2 separate regions of the Zea mays genome follow, and region 1 is linked to region 2. Evidence: chromatin contacts called from public Hi-C data. All regions are on one chromosome and are shown on one strand. The core of a region is the stretch at or near the end of the contact, and the rest is flanking DNA. Distances in the headings are between cores, read along the strand shown. Region 1 holds the start of LOC103640814 (WD repeat-containing protein 48). Region 2 holds the start of LOC100275944.

Evidence for each region. A called contact is a pair of places that touch in the nucleus more often than the background predicts.
Region 1: a Hi-C map of leaf shows a contact between it and region 2, with 9 times the contacts expected there. The contact joins the promoter of LOC103640814 here to the promoter of LOC100275944 in region 2. A contact is called at or near these places in 2 of 25 Hi-C or Micro-C datasets (ear and leaf).

What each region holds. Positions count from the first base shown.
Region 1 is chr10:8,523,005-8,529,461 of Zm-B73-REFERENCE-NAM-5.0, forward strand. It overlaps LOC103640814 (WD repeat-containing protein 48), which reads left to right and starts at 4,277. Exons shown (of 18, transcript XR_004853109.1): 1 at 4,277-4,582; 2 at 5,242-5,373; 3 at 5,514-5,672; 4 at 6,355-6,417.
Region 2 is chr10:8,248,913-8,255,401 of Zm-B73-REFERENCE-NAM-5.0, forward strand. It overlaps LOC100275944, which reads right to left and starts at 2,780. Exons shown (of 9, transcript NM_001149868.2): 1 at 2,080-2,780; 2 at 1,880-1,948; 3 at 1,676-1,758; 4 at 1,510-1,583; 5 at 1,342-1,394; 6 at 627-666; 7 at 392-537; 8 at 1-21. The coding sequence starts at 2,466.

The DNA.
Region 1 (6,457 bases), core at 3,027-5,526, 280 kb after region 2:
AGTCCAAGGTATAATCTAGACGAATGATTTCCTCGTGCTCTGGCAAGTATAGTAGAATTCAGTTTTTGTTTTCCCGAACGGTGAAGAAGAACCGGTCGTTGTTGAGCAGCATTCTTTTTCGTGCTGCTGATTAGTCGCTCGCCGTCGCCGGCTGTGTCAGTATGTGCTTGTGGCCGGTGATCCATTAATTTATTTATGGTTTGAACGTGTTTAAGATGCGTTGACTTGGGCGTATGAAAATCCTGGTCAGACATGCTTCAGTTTCTAGGGCAGTTGTTGACCGATGCTAATTTAATGCACTTGATCCCTTTCAACAGCAGTTTAAACAATCTTTGATATTGGAATAAAGCCGCAGGCCGGCAGTACTTACGCCGGTTTTGAAAAGAGCAACGAGATTTACCAGCTGTTTTGTTCGTTTACTAATTGGATTGGAAAATATTAAGGCTTATATTAAATCTCTAACCACCACAAATATAAGCCAATTTTGGATTATTTGTTGTCGGCAACATTTTTTAGCTCTAGCATTCTGTATCCAGAAGTGTATATATATAACTCTTTTATATTTAAAATGATAACTGGACCATCATTAATTATTTGAAAAATTCATATACACTGATAATGTATCCAGACGTGTATCTCCGGTTTTGTCGCAAGTGCCCTTCCTTGTCTGTATGAAAGCCGATAAATAGGTTGGAGCTGCTGGTAGGATCGGACAAAGCCTGCATTTCTCAGTTCATGTTGGATGTCTTCCGGCGCATCATTTGTATTTGTCAGGCTGAGCTGGACAAGGTTTGGACGGACGAAGCGAAGATCATTAAACTCAACGACAGCCGGTCATTGCACAGTTCCATCCAACTCTACAGTCTGAAGATATCGAAGGCGTTCTCCGGTGAAGACGCAGCAAGAGATCTTGTCGCCTTTGAGCTTCAAGTGGCCAAGGAGATGCATTTGCCCGAGGGCAGTGATCAGCGCAGCGCCGTGTCTAGCGCCAATGAGTCCGTGCAGCTCTAGCGACCGGAGTTTGGACATCTTGAGCAGTGGGCAGTTATCTTGATCCCATTCTTCTTCAGTAGCCATCATTCCTGTGTGCAGTTAGCTAATTGTAGTTTGATCTCAGAAAACCACTTGTTTGTAGCTTCTGGCTGTTAATTAGTGACACACTCTGCTAGCATATTCTTTGGCTATTAATTAGCTTAAAAATAATTGTTGTGCATCACAAGGCATGACCTGCAGTAGTGAGTGCACCCATATAACACTAGCTCAGCTTTGATTCTGATCAAGCTCATCATATCTCTACTTCTTATTTTTTTTGCAGGTTTGATATCAGGTAAACATCTGCTATTCGACACTTCTGTACAGATAAGCAGAAAGGAGCAGGTCCTCATTTTTTTATATGTGCAATGTTGCTTTCATGCTACACGAGAGGGGTGAATGCTAGTTGTAAAACAATGGATTATTTGAAATAATGCAGATGAGATTTTCACAATTGTTCTTATGTACTGCAATATTTGAAATAAACAGCCCTTGCAAGATGTTAGGGTCCTCCTAAAACATATGAATGGCCATTAGATTAGTCTAACATTACTCTTTAGGCTTCCTGGACCATGTAAGCAGTCTTTCACAAGTCCACGATGACTTTATTGAAAATATGGAGTTAGCACACATAGGTAGAGATAGTAATTGAGTGGTAGCTGTTAATTCTTGAACTATTGAATTTGGCAAGGACATCAGTTATTGAATTTGGCAAGCAAAGATTTATCCCTGATTTGGCAAGGACATGTTGCAGGAATTTACATGCATGGCGTCTGTTTTCCATATTACTATACTGGTAAACTAAAGCTACAAACATGGAGACAAGCATATTAACTCATTTAATGCCACATTCACAGGTGATATCCTCGAACTTTAGTTTTAAATGATATCAGTGCCAGCTTCCAATGCTTATTATACTTGTTTGCATATTGATATATTTGTTCAAGTTCTTCAAGCTGATGGTGCTAAGTGTGCTCCCTTCCTACTTTCAAGCTTATAGTCTTGTTTAAATGGAATTGTTTTGCGCAGGAGGTTTGCTTTTGGAAACATCTTCAGTGCTAATTTGAGACAAGCTCCTGCAAGGCAAGCTGCACTGGACACAGGGATACCAAACACTGCTGTTTGTGCTTTTTATGATTGAGGAATACTTGAAGAATCGTACTTGAGGTCTTTATCTTGTGCTGAGATGCATGTTCTTTACCTACCGAACATCAGGTGTGTAAATTCATCATCATTTACTTGTTGTTAGTTATATTATGATGTAACTCAGCAAATATCATTTGTACATGTATATTAGACCCCTCCACTACCTTGCTGACGCATGAACCAGAAGACATGTTAGACTTTGTCGAAACCCTCTTCGCTAGTGGAGGTATCGACCATCACTCGTCACAGTACCCCGATGGCGGTCGGCGATCGTGAGCTTCCATGTTATGTATTGTGATACTTGAGACTTTCATTATGACTATATATGAGATATTGTCTCTTATTAGTACTGGATGAGATGTGTCTTATTATGACTATGGATGAGACTTTTATGATGTAATTGATGAGACTATGGATTCAAATATTGTTATGTGATTGTGTGTGAGATGTTTTATGTGAAAATATGTTGTGCTATATAGTATTGATATATTTGTTATGTTGTGGAATGTGGTGTAAAATAAAAATAAACAACATTTGTAATGCTGGTCAAATTAACTTCCTAGATGCCAACTGGGTCGTAGGAAGTTAGCCAGCTAACTTCCTAGGGGCTACAGTCAGCCGTAGGAAGTTAGTCATAGGAAGTTAGTGAGCTGACGGCGCTGACAGCGTGAAGCTACTAACTTCCGAGAACCTACTAACTTCCGAGAGGCTCATTTGGCTGTAGGAAGTTAGCTAACTTCCTAGAGGGCTCTAGGAAGTTAAGCTAACTTCCGACAAAAAAAATTTCGAGAGCCAAACTTTCGACGGGATGGCTTTACTTCCGAGAGTTTAGCTAACTTCCTAGAGTTTAGGGCTAACTTCCTAGGGTTTAGGCTCTAGGAAGTTCACTATTTTGGTGTAGTGGGATAGATATCCCCTAGGTCCACTAAAGGAATAAAAGACCTCACGAAAGGCCCAAGGGCCCAATAACTCGTAAGGTCATTCTTTCGTGGGCCTGGGGTGGAACAACCAGCAAGGGGGAACGACATGAGGCCGATTGGTGCAAACCCGAGCGGCCCACATCGTCGAGCGAATGATCGCAACAGAGACCCGATTTTCCCGCGCGGGAGCCCCCATGCAGCGGAGCCGTGCGAGGATAAGTCGGCGAGGATCACGCAGGATAAACTCGAGAGGTTCACTATCTTTTAGTTACTTGTTGTTATCATACCCACATGTGTTGCCCCACGGTCGAATATATAAGGCCTAGGGGGCACCCCTTCAGAACGATCGACCCTATCTTACTTAGCCACCCACGTAAACTCTCTGTGCCTTCAATCCAGAGAGCCCTCTTGTAACCACGCTCGTATACTCACCAGGACGTAGGGTGTTACGCATCTCTAAGCGGCCCGAACCTGTAAATCTTGTCCACTGTCTCTCGTGCGATCGGCACGAACCATTTTGCTACAGTCGTTGACACCGTCCTACTCCTAAAAACACCTTGAGGGGCAACCCCGGGTGTGCGGTCGGACCCAAAACACCGACACCGGGCCCAAGGGCCGGACCGTCCGCTCATTTTGGTGTCCAACAGGTCGCCTTTTAATATATTGATCAGGTAGCTATGACCGAAGAAAATGCACGCCCTCTATATACTACCTACATTCACAAATATATGACACAATTGAACTTTTTCGAAAACTTTGACCACTCGTTTTATTCAAAATATTTACTCAATAATGTAAAACTTCAAGTAAGCACAAATTATCTTAAGTGATAAAACAAATCACAAAAAATGATAACTTATTATTTTTTGAATAAGATGAGTGATCAAAGTTTTTTTAAAAAGTCAACGACGTCATATTGAACAGAGGGAGTATTAGAGTTCTATTAAATATTTATATTATTTCATTATAAAAGTCGGTGGCTAAAGTTCGTATTTTGGGAACAAATCAAGTTAATTAATTTATTATTTTTCCGAAAGAAGCGGGTAGGACACGAACCAAAAGCAGGTAGCTACGGGACCCCGCGATTTTAGCAGATCGCAGCACCGGCCCGCGCACACCCACCAAACCCGGCCCGCTACTGAAGTGACGTCACTCAAGTGTCCACGGCCCGGCCCACCCAGTCATAGCTAACTACACGACACCCACCTGTCTTCCTCGGCTCCTCCACCCCGGTCCTCTCCTGCCGCGTCGCGTTCGCCCCTCGCAGCGGGCAACTCCCACCGCCGCCGCTTCGCATCCGCCCATCTGCTTCCATCGTCTCACGGAGGTCGCTCACTTCGCCGCCGCCCGCCCCGCCTCTCCCGGTGCCACGGGGCCCTCGGCCGCGCCGTGGCGCTTAAACCCTAGATCTGTGCCTCCGCGCTGGCCGCGGCCGCGTCCCGACGCCGGCACGCCGCCGATCGCCGCACGTCGCTCGATCCCAGGTGACGATCGATTGCTGATTGCTGCGGATCGCGTACCGTGGTCACGCTGCTTAGTTCAGCTCTAACAACTGATCGCTCCTCCTCCACTGTTACCGATTAATGGCTTGATCGGTGCCGAGTCTGTTTTAGGTCGTGCCCGGCTCTCTGCTCGGGCGGCACGTGTGGTCCGGTGTTGCAGCGGATGTAGAATTTTGACCTTGTTCTCTAGCTGTGAATGACAGTATTATAGGCACAGACTTATAGATTGATGTGCGTTTTGCGTTGAACTGCTCATCGAACAGATGCTCCCAATTCGGTAGTTTATGGCTTGTTTGGATACATGCGTGAAGTTTTCAGCTGATAAGATTTTAGGAAATGTTGTTTTTGGCATTAAGTGTTTTTATAATGTATGGGTCTAAGGGAGGCCCAGAGTGTCTACCTTCCGTTATTTTGATCTCTGAATTGCCGCCTTTCACACGAAGGGCGGTCACGCGTGTCACGTGAAGGGTGGTCACATGATCTGCAGCATAGCACTACTAGATGTTGGACCTTAGTGTATCTATGCACAAATTTTCTGATTAGATACTTGCTGAAAGCTATTTCTTCTTGCGCTATGATGGACCATACTAGCTATTTTGTGATTCTAGCGCCCTTACAAAATATTTATCACTGCTTTGCAGGTTTTGCCGCTCGAGTTTAGATAAGTTCCTTCAATGCATCGTGTTGGGAGTGCTGGTAACACAGCTGGCTCGACTCGACCGAGAAAAGAGAAGCGCTTCACATATGTACTCAATGATGCTGATGATAAAAAGGTATGTTTATATTAAATAAGCTAGCTCTTTCAGTTTTTCCCTTTAGATCTAGCTTTTCCTAGGTACTCTATATACATTCGAAACAATTCATATTCCACTCAATGGCGATGATAATGCATTCATTTCTGTTTGTTTTTCAGCATTGTGCGGGGATCAATTGCTTGGCTTATCTAGATGGTTCCATATTTAGTACAAGTGATCATCTTTTTAGCGGGAGCCGTGATGGTACCTTGAAAAGATGGGAATTAAATAATGGGGATGCAAGCTTCTCAGGAACTTTCGAGTCTCATGTTGATTGGGTATGCTTTTTTCTGTTTTTAATAATTAGGCTTACTGTTTCATCAATCAGTGCTTTAAATATCCATTATGTTTATAAATTAGTTATGTTTATGTTTAACATGGTGTCTGTGGTCTATTATTTGGATCCAAAGCTTAGCACATTTCTAGTGTCCATATATTTTAGCATCAACATTCTAATTGACATTTTGAGTTCATTATGTTAACAGACGTTTAGAATTTTAGATTGATATATTCAAGTTGGTTTCCATTATTTTCAGCCCCTTCTTTCTTTTTTCTTTTTCGTGTTCTTAGCTGCAATGTTTAAATCAGAGCACCACAGTTTCATATTCGACAAAAGTGGACAGAAGGGTAATGTTAAAGAAAGACTTCAGATTCTATTCTTCTTTGGCCTATTTGTTTGATGCTGTGTTATACTGTTATTTTTTTAGAAAAAAACAACGTGAGCTGGAAAGAATACTAATCACATGCTTTAGCATTAGTAGTTATCTGTGTCCTAATATGCCTTAGCAGTTATCTGTTTCCCAATATGCTTTGAAGTTTGGAAAGCTGGTGGCATTATATTTATTATTTGGAGATAACTTTTGTTTGAAACTAACATTTAGTTTCTGTCTGTAAGTGGAATACTGAATAGTAGTACCATTGATTGTTTTATGTTGTTTAAGCTTTTTCTTTATTGTGCAGGTTAATGATGCCATTATAGTTGGAGACAAGCTTGTTTCCTGCTCCTCAGACACTACAATAAAGGTTTGTTGTCTAACACTTTCTCTTCTTAAATATTATTTTG
Region 2 (6,489 bases), core at 1,530-4,029:
CTTTTGCTCCCGTATTGCTCTCTGCGGAGAGCAATTACAAACATGATATCACACGAAAGAGTAGGCACTGTTGTGCTAAACGTGAACAGAGCAAAGCCAGAAGACTAAGAGAAGTTAAAGCCTAGCTACGGTAAAATATCATTTTTTTTCACTGCTCTGCGTGATGATACACCAATGCGCAGCGGGCAGTATATAGCGAGGCTACCGAACAGATGACAAGTCCATGCTGATAGAGAGAGCATTGACCCTACTTCCTCTTTCCTTTTTTCAGGGAGGACTGAACTTATTTCCAAGCCTTTTTGTTGTACAATAAACAAAACTGAGTGCATGGTCCCTATACAATGACAGGTACACCTGCAAGAGAAAAAAGGAAACCAGAGAGGAGACTTACAGCTGGTGCTGACGATGAAATACTGGAATAGTTGTTGCTGTTGTTCTGCTTGGTGTTATTGTATGCAGGAGCAGGGCTCGTTCTACGCTTCTCCATTGTTGACTCCACCAAATTGTGGTTGCTAGATCTCTCTGAGCTCAAAACATCTACGGTTCAGAAAAAATAGGACCATCAGTCGGTCATGCAATGTGCAAGGTATGCTTAAACCTCTTAAGGAATGGATGTGGGAACTCACTATGCCTCTGTGGGCTGGGGGGATACTTGAAGTCTGAAGCCTGCAATTGCACAATAGCAACAGAGTAAACCAATATTTTGTTGGCGAGCATGCCATTAAGACAAGCAAAAGAATTTATAGGTATAAGAAGATTGGTATGACACATTTAGGTTCTGCTTAGACTTTCATATTGGTACTAAGGCCTCATCTGCTCCTCTCTGGCTCTTGTTTCAGCTCCTCAGAAGAGCCCTACCAAACAAGGCACGTGTGCTACAAAGTATGACACTTAGGGAGTAAATGTTTGATTGGTACACTATTTCTTGTTTACAGAATGGATTTACTAGAAAGGGAAATTGAGCTACACACCTTTAGTAGGATACTGTCCACAGGTCAAATCTTTTAAAAAAAATGGATTTAACTGAGTTGGTTAGGTGATCTGAGTAGCGCTCCTCAGGTTCTGAATTTGACTCCCCTTGAGAGCAAATTTTATGCGGGGATAAAAAAATCCCTTCGTCTGTCCCATGCCGAAGCACTGGTCTAAGGTCCTGGCACTGGTCGTGGGTTAAAAAAAAGGGTAAAATTGCCCTTGTCTATCCGACACCATGTGGCTGTCTTACCACTGGTAGGTCGAGTTTTTTTTATCTGGTGTGGCACAGTTATTTTATTTGCAATTACTAAATTAATATATACAAGAAACAAAAGATCAGCCTAAATTGGAGCGTGGAAGAATAGTTACATGAGTATTTTGATGGTACTTGGATTGAACTTTGTCAGGTGAGTCACCATCGCCTACCACCATGAATGAAAAGGTATCAAAACTATCACCAAACACGAAGTAATTCGAAAAGCTTTGGAGCTAAACACAACACATTAGAGAAGTTCAACATTCTGTACAGCACCATACTTATGATGGAGCCACTACCATCACCACATGAGTTGTGCAGCCTCACCCAATCATCCACTATTTCCTTCCATTTCCTTCAAAACCAAAGACAAAGACAAATCCACAATCAGATTATCGGAAGACAGTTGTCTTGTCGATCCAATGGAGCAGTCAGCTGATTCATCACCTAACGAGCAGCTTCACCAGTTGCCGGACCTCGCTGGATGGGTGCTTACGCAGGCCATTCACATGGCGGCCGATGTCCGTGTCCTGCAAAGACAGAATCACAAAATTTTCACCCCCTTGAGCTGTGCTGCCTAAAGAAAGAATCGAAACCAATCTTTCCTTCAACATTACCAACAAAAAGCCAAGCAAAAAAAACAAGTTTGACCTGGAGAGCCTTGTAAGTGATATCCATGTCTGCTAGGTTCTGCAGTAGGCTCACTATGTCGTCCTCAGACTGTGAGAAGACCACAAGACAGAGGTACATATTGCATCGAAGCAGTGAGCTCCTTATCTACTTTTTTGTCGGCAAATTGTAGCACTGTCAAAGTGTCAATCAAAAGCGGTATAGATGGGATATTTGAGGACCTGGTCCGGGTCCTCCAGGAAATCCCTGATCGCCAGAATCTTGCTCTCCATGCCAGCGTCGGCCGCGTCGTCGACGTCGTCGAGGCCGTCCGCGTCGACCTCCTGTTCAGGCGAGGCCGGAAACGCCGACGCCGCCGCCGCAGGAGAAGCAGCAGCAGCGACGGCGTCATTCGCCTTCCTCGGCTGAGCAGGCGCCGGGGTTGCGTCGGCGTCGCAGTTGCGGCAGCGGGCTGCCCCTGCGTAGAGGCGCTGGACGATGCCGTCGCGGCGCGCGCGCAGGTCGCCGGGGCTGTCCCGCGCGGCGGCGGCGAGCGCCGCGTCCACGAGGTCCCACACGTCGCCGCCGAACGCGGCCAGCGCGCGGCGGAGGCGCCCGTCGGAGCTCATAGTGGCGTAGAGGGTCGCCGGCCCACCGAAGATCCGGTAACGCGATAGGCGGAAATCCTCGGAGGCAAACAAACGCTAGGCTGCCGAAGCACTGGGCGCCGGCGCCTTTGGCTTGGGCGCAGCCATGCCGATGCCGGGACGGATCGGTGGGAAATGGCGATCCGGACTGGAGGAGGAGGACGAGGGCGAGGCGCTACTGTGGGGAATCGGACAGGGAGGGGGACACGGGAGGGCAGATTGGAAGCGAGGTTCTGGACCCGTTAACGGCGTGGTGCGGGTGAGTTCATGGTTGGTTGGGAAAGCTGCAATATGGGGACCAAAATTTCCTATGGGTACATTCGTTGTTCCCACGGCCTGATTTGGCACATTTCGTTGTGTCAGTTGTTTTATTTTTTTTCAAATAGATAAAATCGTAATATTTTTTTATTCAACTTTTGTTAATAGAACGCGTGAATCGCAATTGCTAGATGGATTAACTTTTGAATTCATATATATATATGAGTTTTCAATATTGAAAAAACTCTGATTCTAATTTTCCGAAGGGAAATTCAAGATGCGCATTGTTTTTTTCCCAATGAATGCAAAAAATGATTTTATGTCATTTTAACTTATTTGTTACATTATAATTGAAATATAGTACTACCTCGTTCTTAAATACTTGTCACCGATTAGTTTATTTTTTAACTAAAACACGATAAATAAAAATGAAAGGAAGAAGTACTGTATTATTACTCATAGTATCACCTGGAATCTAGAAACTAGTTTATCCCATCACAAGTCATAACTGAAACATGAAACTATTTGGTTGCTCACACCAATCGCTACCCATGTCATGTGTACGCAACTCGTTTCTTCATGGTGAAATGGTGTAACGAAGATTCAAAACGGTTGCTTCCTTCGTGCATGGTTCATGACGCGCGTACCAAGTAGTGTTGACAATCATTGTTACAATCAGTTTTATTTGTTCAATATACCGACATCATATTTATATATAATAAAAAATAGTTGTTATAGAGCACATGGTTATATAAGTAGAGTTATATAAGTAGAAGAGCAAATTTGAACAAATCACAACGCTTAGAAGGTTGTATAGTATGCTGAGATGGTAATTCTAGAGCATCTATATTACATAGCACTGCAGTAGTGTTTTTCGAGGGCTGGGATCACATAAACAACTTCGTTAGCTTGGTTATATTTGTACAAAAGCGTTTGTGATCCAAAAGTGATAATAGTCGTCATAGATACGCAAAGCAATTAAACAGATATTAAACTCGAAAGATTTTCATCAGCTCACTACCGGAATTTGGCTCTTTACCGAGTACTATATTCTTTGCCGAGTGTTTTTTTTCGAGCACTCGGCAAAGAAGCTCTTTGCCAAGTGCCACTCAAAAAACCCTCGATAAAATAAAACACTCGGCGAAGAAGCTCTTTGCCGAGTGTTTTATTTTTGACACTCGGCAAAGAATTTCTTTCTCGAGTGTCTTTTTTTGACACTCGGCAAAGGGCTCTTTGCCGAGTGTCACAAATACAACACTCGACAAAGATCTCTTTGCCGAGTGTTTTTTTCCAACGCTAGGCACAAACAATTTAAATATCACATTTTAAAGCAGTAAATTAATTCAAATGAAAAAGTTTTCAACTACAAATTTGTATAACTCATCATGATGTACAATTTATATATTGAACATTTCTTCATATGACAAAATAAAAATAAATTTGTTCATAAAACCATATCTCTCTCGTAGTTTATGAAACTACGACACAGACTGTCGGGGACCATAATTAGGGGTACCCCCAAGACTCCTAATCTCAGTTGGTAACCCCATCAGCACAAAAGCTGCAAAGGCCTGATGGGCGCGATTAAGGTCAAGGCTCAGTCCACTCAAGGGACACGATCTCGCCTCGCCCGAGCCCAGCCTCGGGCAAAGGCAGCCGACCCCTGAGGATTCACGTCTCGCCCGAGGGCCCCCTCAAGCGACGGACACACCTTCGGCTCGCCCGAGGCCCAGTCTTCGCGGAGAAGCAACCTTGGCCAGATCGCCACGCCAACCGACCATATCGCAGGAGCATTTAATGCGAAGATCGACTGACACCTTATCCTGACGCGCGCTCCTCAGTCGACAGAGCCGAAGTGACCGCAGTCACTTTGCCGCTCCACTAACCGACCTGACAGGAAAACAGCGCCGCCTGCCCCGCTCCGACTGCTGTGCCACTCGACAGAGTGAGGCTGACAGCAGCTAAGTCCAGCCTCGGGCGCCATAGGAAGCTCTGCCTCGCCCGACCCCAGGGCTCGGGCTCAACCTCGACGCCGGACGACGGACTCCGCCTCGCCCGACCCCAGGGCTCGGACTCAACCTCGACGTCAGAAGACGGACTCCGCCTCGCCCGACCCCAGGGCTCGGACTCAGCCTCGGCCTCGGAAGACGGTCTCCGCCTCGCCCGACCCCAGGGCTTGGACTCAGCCTCGACGCCGGACGACGAACTCCGCTTCGCCCGACCCTAGGGCTCGGACTCAGCTTCGACCTCGGAAGACGAACTCCGCCTCGCCCGACCCCAGGGCTCGGACTCGACCTCGACCTCGGAGGAGCCTCCGCCTCGCCCGACCTCAGGCTCGGACCCGCCACGTCACAGGGAAGGCCATCATTACCCTGCCCCTAGCTAGCTCAGGCTACGGGGAACAAGACCGGCGTCCCATCTGGCTCGCCCCGGTAAACAAGTAATGATGGCACCCCGCGTGCTCCATGACGACGGCGGCTCTCAGCCCCTTACGGAAGCAAGGAGACGTCAGCAAGGATCCGACAGCCCCGACAGCTGTACTCCCGCAAGGCTCAAGCACTCCTCCGACGGCCACGACATCACATGAACTGGGCGCCAAAACCTCTCCAGCTGCCACGACGGCTTGTACTTAGGGCTCTAGCTCCTCTCTGCTAGACACGTTAGCACACTGCTACACCCCCCATTGTACACCTGGGCCCTCTCCTTACGCCTATAAAAGGAAGGTCCAGGGCTCTCGTACGAGGAGGTTGGCCGCGCGGGAGAACGGGTTGGCGGACAGTCTCTCTCTCACTCTCCCTTGCGGACACTTGTAACCCCCCTACAGCAAGCGCACCCGACCTAGGCGCAGGGCAACACGAAGGCCGCGGGTGTACCCTTTTTGCTGTTTCTCCCCCCTTCGTGCTCTGTCTCGCGCCGACCCATCTGGGCTGGGACACGCGGCGACAATTTACTCGTCGGTCCAGGGACCCCCCGGGGTCGAAACGCCGACAGTTGGCGCGCCAGATAGGGGCCTGCTGCGTGTTGACGAACAGCTTCCCGTCAAGCTCCAGATGGGTAGTCTCCAGCAACCTTTTAAACCCGGGACGGTGCTTTGTTTCGGGAGTCTAGAGTTCATGTCCCTCGACGGCAGCTACAACATGATACTCCTTCCTCTGCCGCGCGACAACAACAATGGTGGCCGTCAGCCCGCCCGCCGGCGGCGGAATCGACGATGTCTTCCCCTCGTGGCGGAAGAGCAACACCCGGGTCTGTCTCGTCACCTTCCCCGCCGACGGAGGAGGAGCCGGGGCAGGCATGGCCAAGCAGGAGGCGGCACCTCGCCGGCTGTCGAGCGAGTCGATGGCGCTGGCGGGCCAATGGGGGACACATCGGGCGTCGACCTCGCGTCTGAGACGAAGACGAGTGTCGTTTCCCCGTAACGCGCCAACTCCAAGCAGACGGACGACGCCAGCACGCTCGCGAAGGACATGCTGGGTGTTAGCCTCATACCTGAGACAACGGTGCAGTCCCTCCCTGACGCGACTTCGTCACCACCCGTCGATCAAGAGGTACCGTCCGTTTCCCGTTCCATGCCTTTTGAATTCAGCTGCGATCCACCGAGCGACCCCGCTTCGGTGGATGCTTTCATAAAGGCATGTCCAAACCCTCCGGGGTATCATACGCGGTCACCCTGGGACCGGCTGATGGCTGTCTCGACCTACGGGCCTCTGGGTTCCGAGGAAGATGACGAGCCCGACTCTGGTTGGG